Linked DNA regions of Triticum aestivum: region 1 is linked to region 2. The links are chromatin contacts, called in public Hi-C maps. All regions are on one chromosome and are shown on one strand. Each heading gives the region's core, a stretch centred on a gene start, on an enhancer-like site or on the middle of the called end of the contact. The rest is flanking DNA. Distances are from core to core; before and after follow the strand shown.

The links. A called contact is a pair of places that touch in the nucleus more often than the background predicts.
Region 1: a Hi-C map of leaf shows a contact between it and region 2, with 6 times the contacts expected there. The contact joins the promoter of LOC123053920 here to the promoter of LOC123053914 in region 2. A contact is called at or near these places in 2 of 5 Hi-C or Micro-C datasets (both in leaf).

The regions. Positions count from the first base shown.
Region 1 is chr2D:475,512,870-475,519,340 of IWGSC CS RefSeq v2.1, reverse strand. It overlaps LOC123053920 (E3 ubiquitin-protein ligase RMA1H1), which reads right to left and starts at 2,540. Exons shown (of 2, transcript XM_044477540.1): 1 at 2,339-2,540; 2 at 1-118. The coding sequence starts at 65.
Region 2 is chr2D:475,341,976-475,348,459 of IWGSC CS RefSeq v2.1, reverse strand. It overlaps LOC123053914, which reads left to right and starts at 3,315. Exons shown (of 16, transcript XM_044477533.1): 1 at 3,315-3,531; 2 at 3,630-3,693; 3 at 3,789-3,822; 4 at 4,290-4,420; 5 at 4,616-4,689; 6 at 4,816-4,891; 7 at 5,000-5,089. The coding sequence starts at 3,479.

The DNA.
Region 1 (6,471 bases), core at 1,291-3,790, 170 kb before region 2:
TCGGACACTGGAGGTTGGTTGGTCATGGCAGCCATGCAAACCTGGTCCATTCCCCCACCTTCCATAGCAATCAGGATGCTATGCGTTGCAAACAGTTCTAGTTGAAGAACTCACGGTACTGCAATCGAATAGAAATAGAAGGGGAGGTCAGTAGATAGTAGGAATACATGTAATGGAAAGGCAAAGTCAGAAAAGTGGGACTAATCATGAAGCGTTTAAAATGTTGATAACGTGTGAACACACCTATAATTGTATGTTTAAGGACTAGATAAAACACCAAGAAAGAAGAGTTGGAAGGCACACAGCAAGCAGCCATGTAGTGCTTAGTATATATCCTAAAATTCGAGGGAGAGGGTGTGTACAGACACAGCTGCCTGCTAAACAACAAAGGGGGTTCAGATAACAGGCAGCATCAAGGCCCACGCCACATCATCGTGTCCTGAGGAGTCTATCCACTCACATTAACAAGTGTGAAAAGTGGAGCGGATGTTAGGTAAAGCCCCTGGATTCCATGTCAATGTGCCAGAGAATAACTATAAGCACTCCTCCAATTGCCCTTTTCGCAAGCAATGGACTCCCCACGGAAGAACCCATCATCTTTCTCAGCAGGCTGAGTCAACAGCTATGGATGCTCTGATTTCTTTAGTAATAATTAGTACAAGGGCTACAGATGCTGCATTCCGTCTTTATCCTCTTTGTTATTCTTAACCCTAAGCTACTTTAGGTTGTACTGACATGTTATCCTAGCATATCTTCCTGGGAAACTTGAATCACCAAGGATATGGAACCACTGTGTGACGCCGCAGTATTTGACTGCCCCCATGTTCAAGGCAAGAGCCATGATTGGCGGCTTAAGAGTTACCTCGGCAAGGAAGGCATGGAACACGGCTTGCATTCTATAATATGTACCCACGGTTTGCATAGTGGACTTGGACAACGTTTGCAGGTGCTGGCTAGAAGATTAAAGCTGATCCCAGCTGCTGTAATTGAATATTCAGCGCCATTAGCCATGGAAGACCAAACAAGCCGATTTGACTAAACCAAGGGGGAGCGGGTGGAGAGGATGAGATGCCCCGTCCCATCTTGGGCATAAGCTTCCGTAGCACGTTGATCTTTCTATGTGGTTGTGGGGTTCCTCTCACGATTGAATCATTGATAAACAACAACAGGTGGGGATCGTGATGTGGACCGCAACAACGACGGATTAGCTAAATGGCTTGGCATATTCCATGTAGACAACTAGACCAAAAGGATCATCATTTAACATATCTAGTGACCACAGAAAAGAATATTAACCAGGAGATAATGGCACCCTACTGTGTTAGGATCGGGAAACAGGGGATTAATTGCTCAGCAGCGTCAGTGGAAATATCCCAACCACCATGGCCCCCATGTGTACAAGTACTACTAATTTTATTATACACTTGTATTAATACACACAAGTGGACTTCGGTCATCCCTTCCTAATTTAAACACGCATAATTAATTACATAAGCCACGCATATATCAAACCCAGAGCACAACTTTTTCCTATACCGCAGCAAGAACGGATACTAGCCAACAGAGTAACTGAAACCGATGTGATCCTTCAGAGACAAGCTTCCAAGCACACAGATCTGCTGCGCTTAATTGTGCTATGTACCACTACAATTATTATGCACGCTATGAATTGATGCTGCATATAATGCAATATTGTACTACAACCAAACACGGTTTGACAATTCAATGGGCATTGAGCATTCTACTGAACATGCCCACAGGATTTCTTTTCCCCCACTCCAAGTAAGATATTACTCCTACGTTCTACCGCCGTATGCAATCTCAATGCGAGAGAGAGGAGTTTGCCCCCAAAATATCTAGCTTCGGTAGGCAAAAGCAACGGAGCATGGAGGAGCAGACATAATGTCCCCGGCGTCAATATGGAGGAGAATGAGTTTAGCATCCCTGAATTCGTAAACAGGGCGATAAGGGTCGGAAGGATTGCGCCCCCTGATTTCACAGATGAAATGAACAAGATAAATCCTTTCCCTAGAGAAACAGGGCATCCCCACGGCTAATTTGACCCATGAGAAGAGGGGGGGAAACACCCCGAGAGCTTCTTCCCGGAGAAGCACCCCGGGCAGCTGGTGCCAAGGCGGCAGCGGCGGCGGCGGCGAAGCTAGACACACGCGAGCCACGCAGCCAACCCAGCTCAATTGCAGCGTCCGAGAATCCACCACGAGAAACAATCCCTCAATCCGTGCCAGAATAATCGGACAGAGGACGCAATCTACACCCCCACAAAAAATCACAAGAACAACAGCGGGACGGAGAAACAAGGAGCTTGATTTGAACCGACCTCGGAAGGGAATCCAATCCGCGCGCGCGCCGCCGCCCTGGGTCCCTGGCCTCCGAGAATCGAGCGAGGGGGGCGAGGACCGATCGGTGAGATTGCGTCGCTGCGGTGCGGCCTGCGGGCGGAGGAAGAAGATGAGGGAGGTTAAGGAGGTGGAGAAGGTGGGATGAGATTGGGCGTCGACGTCACTTACGGAGGGGGCTAGAGAAAATTATATAGAGCCGGAGACCGACGGGGGGAGAGGGGGCGTTGGCCGTCAGATCCTGCGGGGACGGCTGTGATTGGCCCGCGGGGGCGCGGGACGGCGCGCGCCGTCCGTCGACTCGATCGGACGGCGAGGAGGGCCTCCGACGTTGCTTTCGGTGGGAAGCTTCCGGTTGAAATTTTTATGCCGGGATGAGAGCCGAGGGCGGCGGCATCGGTGCGAGCGAGCGCGCAACGGAAAAAGGATATGGCTTCGAGATTCCGCTGGCAGTTTGATCATTAGCTACAGTAGCTAAGACATGGTAGAGTTCGAAAACAAGAAAGAGAAGGCTAGGAGATTCTAAAAAAAAAGGCTAGGCAAGACATGGTGTCGCTGTAAAAGAAACCTAGAGACCTGGTGTAATGGTGTTCTTCTGGACGGAAGAGAGCTAGGCATGAAAATTTGGAACATTTATGGTACCGCGAATTTGATTTATTTAGTTGAATTAGGGCATCTTCAATGTAGACCCTCAAACCGCCTGCATACGTCTGGGTCGTGCTGTCAGTACGTGTTGTATTATCCAACGCGAGTCTGTATCGGTTTGCCGAGCGATCCGGACGCATTTTTTACCGCAAACTGGAAGGGGGAGGGATGTTGGCGGGAGTCCGCACAGCAACCACGTAGGACTCCGACAACCCCGGCCCACTAAATCCACCCTCCCGGTCCCATTTTCTTCCATTCCGCCCCTTCTTCCCCTTGCTTTGCATCCGCTCTCCTCCTCCGACGTCGTCTATGTACCTCTCCGTCCGGCAGCCGGCATTGCCGGACCTCCGCAATCAACACCGACGTGCCCGCTCGCCTTTCAGGACGGCGTCGTCCACCCAAGACCCGTCCGTAGTCAGGTATACTTCGCCCCCCCCCCCCCCGGTCGACGTCGTCCATGGCGGTGTTCGGTCAAATGCCATTTAGCTAATTTTCAAACTTCGTGTCTTTTTTTAGAGTACGAAGGATGGCGGGGTACTCGACCATGGATGATGAGTTGTTGTGTGATGCATGGTTGGTCGTATTCGCGGATTTCATATGCAGGAGCCAGGCAAAGGGGGGCCTTCTGGCAATGTGTGCACATTGCACCCTACGACATGCACATCATCCAACAACACAATGTGAGATCGTTATCGTATCGATTCCAAACCTCCGTCACCAAGTTTTATGACGTGGTTGGTCAGCTGGAGGCAAGGTGGCCATTGCGCGTTGATACGTCCATTGTCTATCATGTTTTTTCTACTATTATTTATAATGTTTTTGGTCATTATTTCACTTTATGATGCAATTCTAATGTCTTTTCTCTCTTAATTTGCAAGATTTACATGAAGAGAGAAATTACTGGCGGTTGGAATTCTGCACCTAAGAAATTACAACATAGATACCTATTCTATAGAGCTCCAAATGACCTGAAACTTCACAAAGAATTCTTATTGAATATATAAAAAATACTGAAGCAAAGAAATACCAGAGGGGGAGCCACCTGCTGCTCACAAGGCAACAGGCACATCCTGATGCCTTGTGGGGCCCACAGCTGGCCTCTAGTCCCCTCCTTCTACTATATGAAGCCATTTACCCTAAAATAAGGAGATGACTTTCAGGACGAAGCGCCGCCGTCTCGAGGCGGAACCTGGGCAGGAGCACTTTTGCTCTCCAGCGGAGCGATTTCCATGTGTCCTCGAGAAAACTTTGCTTTATAGAAGAGAACATTCCGGCTTGTCCTTTGTTATAAAATGATTGGGCCACCTTGCTGCATTTTTTTTACTATTGTTACTTGTTACGAATTACCTTGCTACCAAAATATCTGTTAACGCTACTTTCAGTACTTGCAGTGAATAACTTGCTGAAAATCGCTTATCATTTCTTCTGCTTCTCATTGGGTTCGACATTCTTATCTTTCGAAAGGATTACAATTGATCTCCTATACTTGTGGGTCATCACCCACAACAGATGAGGAGATCGTAAGTTTCTTCTTACCCAACTTGTTCATTGAGTAATTCACTCAATGTTGTAGCCCGCACGCGCTGTCGTGATGTACCACGGGACGGAGGGATGACCGTTTACGCACACACACTGTTCGATGAAGCTGAAGGGACAGTACGTGTGGGACGACATGATCCGTTCGTGAAAAACTTGTTGAACATCGAGTTAATCTCGTTGAATTTAACTATTGTTGTACTAGACTTACTTGTATGATGTGTATGGATGATTTGTGCTATTTTCTATCTGAAATTTGATAAAATCTGTCGTGTTTGCATGAATTTCGTCCAGTTAGTTAAAACTTCGTTTAAAATATAAACGGACACACGCGGCTAGCATTTGATGGTCGGCTCCAGCATCCGTGTCCGCGGATGGATACCTTTGCGGGTCAGTGTTGGAGATGCTCTTAGGGCGAAAAGAGGATCGAAGGGAATTAGTTTATTTAATGAATTAATGCGAAAAAATGGACGAGGGGGTTTAATTCGCCTAGTTGAATTAAGTAGAGTCAAAAGATACCCTCAAGATTTCAAATTTTCATCCCTAGAACCACCACATATGTCGTGTGAGCTTGGAAATATTAACCTGTGGCTAAGGAAAACTTCAACTGGCGTTCATTATAACAAAAAATTAACGTGTCCGCGGACAAAGGATAGGGGCGGTCATCTAACCCTATGCATCAAATGTCAAGCTATATTTCAAACAATAATTCATGAACGAACGAAATTAATGGAAACCGGATGAAAGCAAGTTACATATAACATGTGAACAGACCGCTATTTAATAAGTTCAACTATTTCAAAAAACTAAAATACACGAGGTACTAGATGATGACCTAGTATGCATGGCCTTCAAGGTCGTCTGTGAAAGAGATAGCCCTAGAGGCAATAATAAAGTTATTATTTTATATTTCCTTATTCATGATAAAGGTTTATTATTCATGCTAGAACTATATTGATCGAAAACTTAAATACATGTGTGAATACATAAACAAATATCGTGTCCCTAGTAAGCCTCTACTAGACTAGCTCGTTGATCAAAGATTGTTAAGGTTTCCTAACCATAGACATGCGTTGTCATTTGATAACGGGATCACATCATTAGGAGAATGATGTGATAGACAAGACCCATCCGTTAGCTTAGCATATTGATCGTTCAGTTTATTGCTATTGCTTTCTTGATGACAAATACATATTCCTTCGACTATGAGATTATGCAACTCCCGGATACCGGATGAATACCTTATGTGCTATCAAACGTCACAACGTAACTGGGTGATCATAAAGATGCTCTACACGTATCTCCGAAGGTGTTTGTCGAGTTGTAACAGATCGAGATTAGGATTTTCACTCCGAGTATAGGAGAGGTATCTCCGGGCCCTCTCGGTAATACACATCATAAGAAGCCTTGCAAGTAAAGTGACTAAGGAGTTAGTTGCAAGATGATGTATTACGGAACGAGTAAAGAGACTTGCCGGTAACGAGATTGAACTAGGTATGATGATACCGGCGATCGAATCTCGGGCAAGTAATATATTGATAGACAAAGGGAATTACGTATGTTGTCATAAGGTTCGACCGATAAAGATCTTCGTAGAATATGTAGGAGCCAATATGGACATCCAGGTTCCGCTATTGGTTATTGTCCGGAGAGGTGTCTCGGTCATGTCTACATAGTCTCGAACCCGTCGAGTCCGCACGCTTAACGTCCGTTGACGATATAGTGTTATATGAGTTATATGATTTGGTGACCGAATGTTTTTCGGAGTCCCGGATGAGATCACGGACATGACGAGGAGTCTCTAAATGGTTGAGAGGTAAAGATTGATATATAGGACGATGGTATTTGGACACCGGAAGAGCTTCGGAGTGCACCGGGTAGTCATCGGGTCGCCGGAAGGGGTTCTGGACACCCCGAGTAAGTGTATGGGCCT
Region 2 (6,484 bases), core at 2,066-4,565:
TGCTTTGATGCTTTTGAATTTGCCTCTACGCAAGGGTGCTGGCTTCGGTTTGTTGGGGCGACAGAGCTATCGACTAGGGTAGTACGTGCCTCTTGGGATCGATGTGGATGTCTCAGCGGAGGCTCCGAAAACCATGTTGGGTGGTAGGGTGTCATCTCTTGTCACTTAGGTGTTCGTCGGCTCGGTTGGGGGCGCAACCTCAGGATTTTGGAGGTGTTGTCATGGAGCCTCTTCACCTCGCTTGTCATCTCGGCCTCAGGCTATTCGGATGAACCCCCAAGCTTTGGTCCTGGTCGATGTGGACGACGGGCCCCATCGCTTCCCCCTTGGGGCGACACTTTGGAGGTCCGGTCTCTCATTAGTTGATGGTGGCTCATGCGGCTTTGTTAGCTTCCTCGCCCACTAGACGAGTGCACAGCCTCAGCGGCGGTGTGAAAGTCGGAGCCGTGGCTCCAGAAGTCTCCTGTGTGTGGTGTTGGATTTGGTCGCTTGGGCGGCAATGTCATCGATTAGGCTGTTCGCGATCTCGGGGTCGCTTGGGCTAGTCCTTCAAGTGGTTGATATTGGATAAGCAGTCAATGCCTCTAGCGCCTCGGCCTGCACCATATCCTTGAAGATAACAGTTGAGGCGCCTTGATAAAGGCACATTTACCTTGCTAATATAGAGATTCGATGCTAGAGCGAAAGCTTCACTGAATGCCAATGACTCCAGCGTCTCGGCCTGCACCATATCCTTGAATTGGGGCTTCAGAATTACTAGCCACATTTACCTTGCTAATATAGAGATCTGACGCTATAGCGAAAGCTTCACTGAATGCCAATGCCTCCAGCGTCTCGGCCTGCACCATATCCTTGAAGACAACAATTGAGGCGCCTTGATAAAGGCCATGTTCATCACGACAAACGACAACAATAGGCCGCCCCTCATTGTGTCTAGATATCGCAGCATCAAAACATCATTTTGTAGTGTCCCTCCAAAGGAGCTACCTAGGTTCTCTCACTTCTGACAGCCCGAGCTTGCATGTCTCCCGTCGGGGCTGCCATGCTGGGTGATCGGCGGGGAAGGAGGGCTAGATCCACCATATATCTTTCCTACTTATAAAGGTTGCAGTTGGTAATGAGTTCACATGCGGGGCCAACAACCTTCACCAATAAACAAATGCATCTCTACCTAGCAACCTTCCAAGAACATAGATAAACAAATGTATTTCTACTCACATGTGGGACCTAACATAAATAGATAACCACAATACTACTTTCATGCGAGACCAACACTTATAAAGGGCACAAATAACAAATGCAGAAATGCGACTCCAACTCAATATAATGCTTTTGTTTTCCTTTTCTTTCAACCAAGTTATTTCAATTTTGTATCATAGAACAAGAGAGTGATCAAATTGTAATTAAAAAATGAAACAAACCTTGTCCTCCTACCCGATCCACGACCTTGTGCGGTCAACTTACCAATGTTTATTTCTTATACGTTTCAATATTCAAAATGTTGTGCCTGTAAAGGACTATGGTCACTTAAGATTCTCCAATGCCTCACGTGTGATCTTTTGTTGTATTTTTGTTCTTTTCAAAATAGTGAACCGCACGCAAAGGCCATGTGACGCCAACATATTTTGACGATTACCTAAGGACCCCGATATCTCCCGACCATTCGGTCTGGAGGAGCCCTAGACCGAACGACTCGTTCGCTCCGGGATGCATGTTTTACCGAACGAGGACGTTCGTTGCGAAAATCTTTCCAGTCCGAACGACCCCCATTAGCACGATCTAAAAAAGGGCCTAACAGCCCATTTTGCTAGGATTCTTATCAGGCGTGAAAAAAGCCCAAACAAATCAAGAAAAGAAAAAAAATAAAAATGAAGAAGGAAAAGGAACTCCTTGCCTTTAAAAAAAGTTTTGTGTAAAAATGCCATGGTTGCTGATCCACTTTCAAGTGACCATAAAAAAGGACAGAAAAAAACAATGTTCATTAACAAAAAGACATTACCAAATCTGTTTTGGCATGGTTAACAACGGTAAAAATGCCATGTTTCAGACAATAAAAATGCCATGGTACCAGAAAATAACTTTGCAATGGTTTAAAATGATTGGCCATGAAAAAAAGATATAAATTTGCCATGGGTGTAACTTAAAATTTGCGTTCGGACAAGACAATAGAATACTGGTCGTTCGGGAGTTATCGTTTCCGTTACCTAAGCCAGTGCTTTGTGGATAAAGCTGAACGTAGAGACACTGGAATTCTTGCTCATGGCCTTTCCTCCTAACCGGGTCTTGTCAAGCGCCTCCAAACAGCATTCAAAATTTCAGGTGCTCCGGTAGCACCGGATCTTAGGTGCTCCGGTAGCATCTCGGCCATTGGATCGTGATCCAACAGGCAACATTCACGGGATGTGGATTCAAGTGTCATTTCAAAAATGTTTTGGGGTTTTCTACAAAATTCGCATTAACCAAATGTTGTCCATTCGATTGATGATCCAACGGCCGAGATGCATTGGCTACCGGAGCACCTGATATTCTCCCGGACAGCCGCTGCGTCCCCGATTCCCCTCGCGACTGCTCTGCGCTCCCGCCGATCTCGCCACCTGGTCCCGTGCCTCGCCGTCGACTCTACCCGCCCCGCCCCGCCCCTGCCCTGCGCTACCGCGACCAGCCGGCAGCCCGCAGCCGCCCAGACCGCACTCGGCAGTCGACGTCCGGCGCCCGGCGCCCGGCGTTGTGCAGCTGCAGAAGGCACGTAGCCAGCCGCCCAGCCGATTTGAGGTACGTTTGATGAGATTTCTGCCTCTTCCGCAATTTTTGTTTACTGATTATACTCATTGCTCGTCGTGCTGCCACCTGCCAGTACTTCTCGTTACGAATTAAGGCTTGTTGTGCTCCTCTGTAAATTGTAATGTATTACTAGTGATGAGTCCTGTCCAGGAATGTTACTACTTACTACTGAATTGTTTCAGTATGGATCCATTTTTCTGAATCCATGTGGCATCTTGAGCTGTAATTTTCAGAAATGTTACTACTTACTACTGAATTGTCTCTGTCTGGATCAAGCAATTGATACATTGTTCTCATTTTTTGAATCAATAAATGTCATTATCATATTGAAGAACAGAATGTCAACTAGGACCACCTGATTACATATATGTATCAAATGTGAAATAATGAACACATGCACATAGTCTCCTTTGAACTTTTCAAGGCATGTAGGCTTTTTTTATGCAAAATCAAAGACTTATTTGAGAATTTTTCATATGTTTGTAAGATCATATTGACAATTTCCTATTGTGCTATTGGCATGTCATATTTATTGTATTTTTTTTAGGGTGGACCATCCTGTTTCAAAATTCTAGATCCGCCACTGCCTGCCAGCCGCTGCACCCACAGAGTCTTGGCTTCCAACCGTCCTCCTTCGGCTCACTTGCCGCTGCCACCACCAGCGGCCGCCAACCGAACCACCTCTCGCAGTCCAAGAATGGAGGGCCTCCTCGACAAGCCCCTGAACCCCAACAAGCTTCTTAAGGAGCAGTGAGTGCAAAGTCAAATCCTACCTGCGTTCGCCACCACTTTATTCTCGCCCGTACTGCTCTGCTAACTTCTAGGTATTCTCCTCCTTCATGATGCAGATTTGTGAGCAACCTGACGGGGTCGTCCCTTCTGGAGATCGCGGCGCTCTCCACTATTGTGCCGGTGACTGATCAGTCTCTCTCCCTTAGATTTCCAATATTTCTGTATCTATATATGCACGTCAGGGTTGTCGTCTGATTTGTTTCTTTGGTTTGCAGGCAGTGGTGGTTTTAAGGAAATGGAGCAGCAGAGGTCAGTTGGTTACAGATACTGTAAATTTTCATAACCATTTATACCTTTTCGTGTAAGTGTAGAATCTTGTTTTGCAACAAATGTTCAAGTGAGATAGGTGTTATGAAAGTGGAATTCAGTTGCCAGTATGCTGCAATTTTGCACATTTAGCGTTCTGATCATAAATGTGTATTTTCTGATATTTTTAAACAAGGTATTTTCTGATATTCAACTATCCAGCCCAATCTTTTTCATGTCCCAGCATCTATATTGTTAAATTTTACTTGAACCGTGGGCAGCTAGCATGTCCTCTACTTTAAACTATGCTGTCCAATCTGATGCTAGCTATGTCATGGCATCCTTCTCAGTTTTTCCATGTTTTTTTTACCCTGATTTAGTCATTGTTATCAATAATAGAAACTTCTTTATTTTCATTCATGGAGTAGATCTGACAGAGATTCTACTTCCTTGTTTTTATCTTATTATAGATAATATTAGGAGGGATTCAGTGAAGAAAAATGATGATGCTCTTGCTGGTCATAAAGATGGAGTGTATTACTTTTCAGCGTTGGTTATAGATTTTCTCACTGTTGTATTGCCTATACTTCTGATTTTCACGGCAAGTACCCTCTTCATTGCATTTTAATATGCTTACATGATGAAATTGTTAAACGCCATAAATCAGGGAACGTGCAAAGCACAAGCTTATACTGAAGTACTGAACTATTCAGTTGTCATCTACCAATCTTTGGATGAGCTTTAACATTTTTTAACTCATAAGTGAATCTGTGGTTATTCCTTTGGTTTGTTGCAGATCTTAGCTGAATGGACTTATATTTGTGCAATTTCTCTTGTAGCTGTGATATCTATCTACATCTTGTTTAAAAGGTATTTGGTATTTAGTTATTACTCCAATTTTTGTTACCTTGTTTTTGCTGCTCTAATTCCCTTCTGATTTCTTTTCGTGAAACACCACCCATGGTGATCTGGAGTTATATGACACTGCAGTTTCAGGTCTCAGTCTCATCTCAAGGCTCAACAACATCTGCCTTCTCTTAGGGCAGACATATCTTCTTACCGAGTGTCAGTGGTATGCACAAGTTTATTGATTATATAAGTAACACATTATTGCTCCTTCACCAGCACTAGAGATGGAGCAGTACTATTGCAGTATTAATGGTGATTGTGCTCTTTGTAGGTTTTAGTGACATGCGTGTCCATATTGGCAGTCGATTTCAAAATCTTTCCTAGACGGTATGCAAAGGCTGAAACATATGGTAGTGGCATTGTAAGTTAATTCATCCAGGCATTTTCTTTAGTTTATCTTTTGTTTTTACAAGTTCTTCTACCTTATTTTCGTCATGAAGGCTAATCAAATAGCCAAAGGTTGTTTACATGGTGTGTACTGTGTAGACCCCATGATGGCCTAGTTTTATAATCATCATCATTAAGAATTGCACAAAATCATGAACTAGTTGGGCAAAAAATGGCAACAGCTACAAATTGTGCATATTATTTGGATTGCAAAGGATTAACGGCTTCATTAGATTGGTTAAATTAAATCCATTTGTCAGTCGTGGACTCCTCTGGTGCATCAAGTAGAGACGTATCTGCACATTAGGGGCTGGTGTGGGTTGTGTTACCGGTAATGCCTCCTGCTGCTTCACAGCCACTGCTTCTCCTTCAGAGCACTGTATCGCTGCCCATCCTGCTGTGCACATGGAAGTAAACTCATGGCACAGAGGTGTGCCAGTCCAAGAAACTGTTGAGCTAGTAATCAATACAAAGCTGGCCCTGTGATCCTCATGGTTTTGTTGCAGTTTAAACATTCCTTATTCATCTCCTGGCCCGGACTCTTCATGCCCTAATTGATCTGCTGGGTTCCATGCAAATCGCTGCTCACGTATATCTTTGTTTGGCTGGTCTATGCTCATAATCTCATACATTGGATCAACACAATGCAATCTCACGCATTTCAAACCTGCGCTACGAAACTCCACCGACTGCGCTCAGCAGTGCCACCGCTGCCGCCGCTGACTTCATGCCTGCAGCATATTTTCGGAGTCTGTTTTACGATCAGAACTGTAGCTTGCAAATATTGCACACACCAAACTCTTGTTTCGTGTTTCTGTGCACACACATAGAACCGGATTGTTTGAGTCAATCTCCACACATGCATGGCCTGGATTCTTCCAGCTGGGCTCAACAACGTCACTACAGAGTACTCTGCCGCCATTTGTATGCCTTCTGCGTCTCCTAGCATCATCGCATCTATCTGCTCTGCTACCGCTGCTTCTAGTTGCACCTTTGATGCTGTTACCCCTGTATGCACTGCCGTTCCTCCTCTTGTGCTTGCCTCCTCCGCTGTGCTTGACTGTGTCGGCTTCTTGCAACACCTCTACAACTGCTTCTTGCTCCGGTGTCATTGCCATGCTTGTATATGTTCAGCACTGTGAACCTGACTCTATCTGATGTGGAGCTGGATTATATTATGTAACTCAATACCAATTGACAACAGCCGTCGTAGATTGACTTGCAACCTTGTAACTCCCGAAATCTGGTGCTTCATCATGTCTAAACCATACTTCATGAAGCCCACAATCCTTAACTTTACTGGAAAATTCAAACCTTCTTTACCTGTTGCTGCAAGCCCTTGCTAAACACACGACAATCTCCTGCGGCA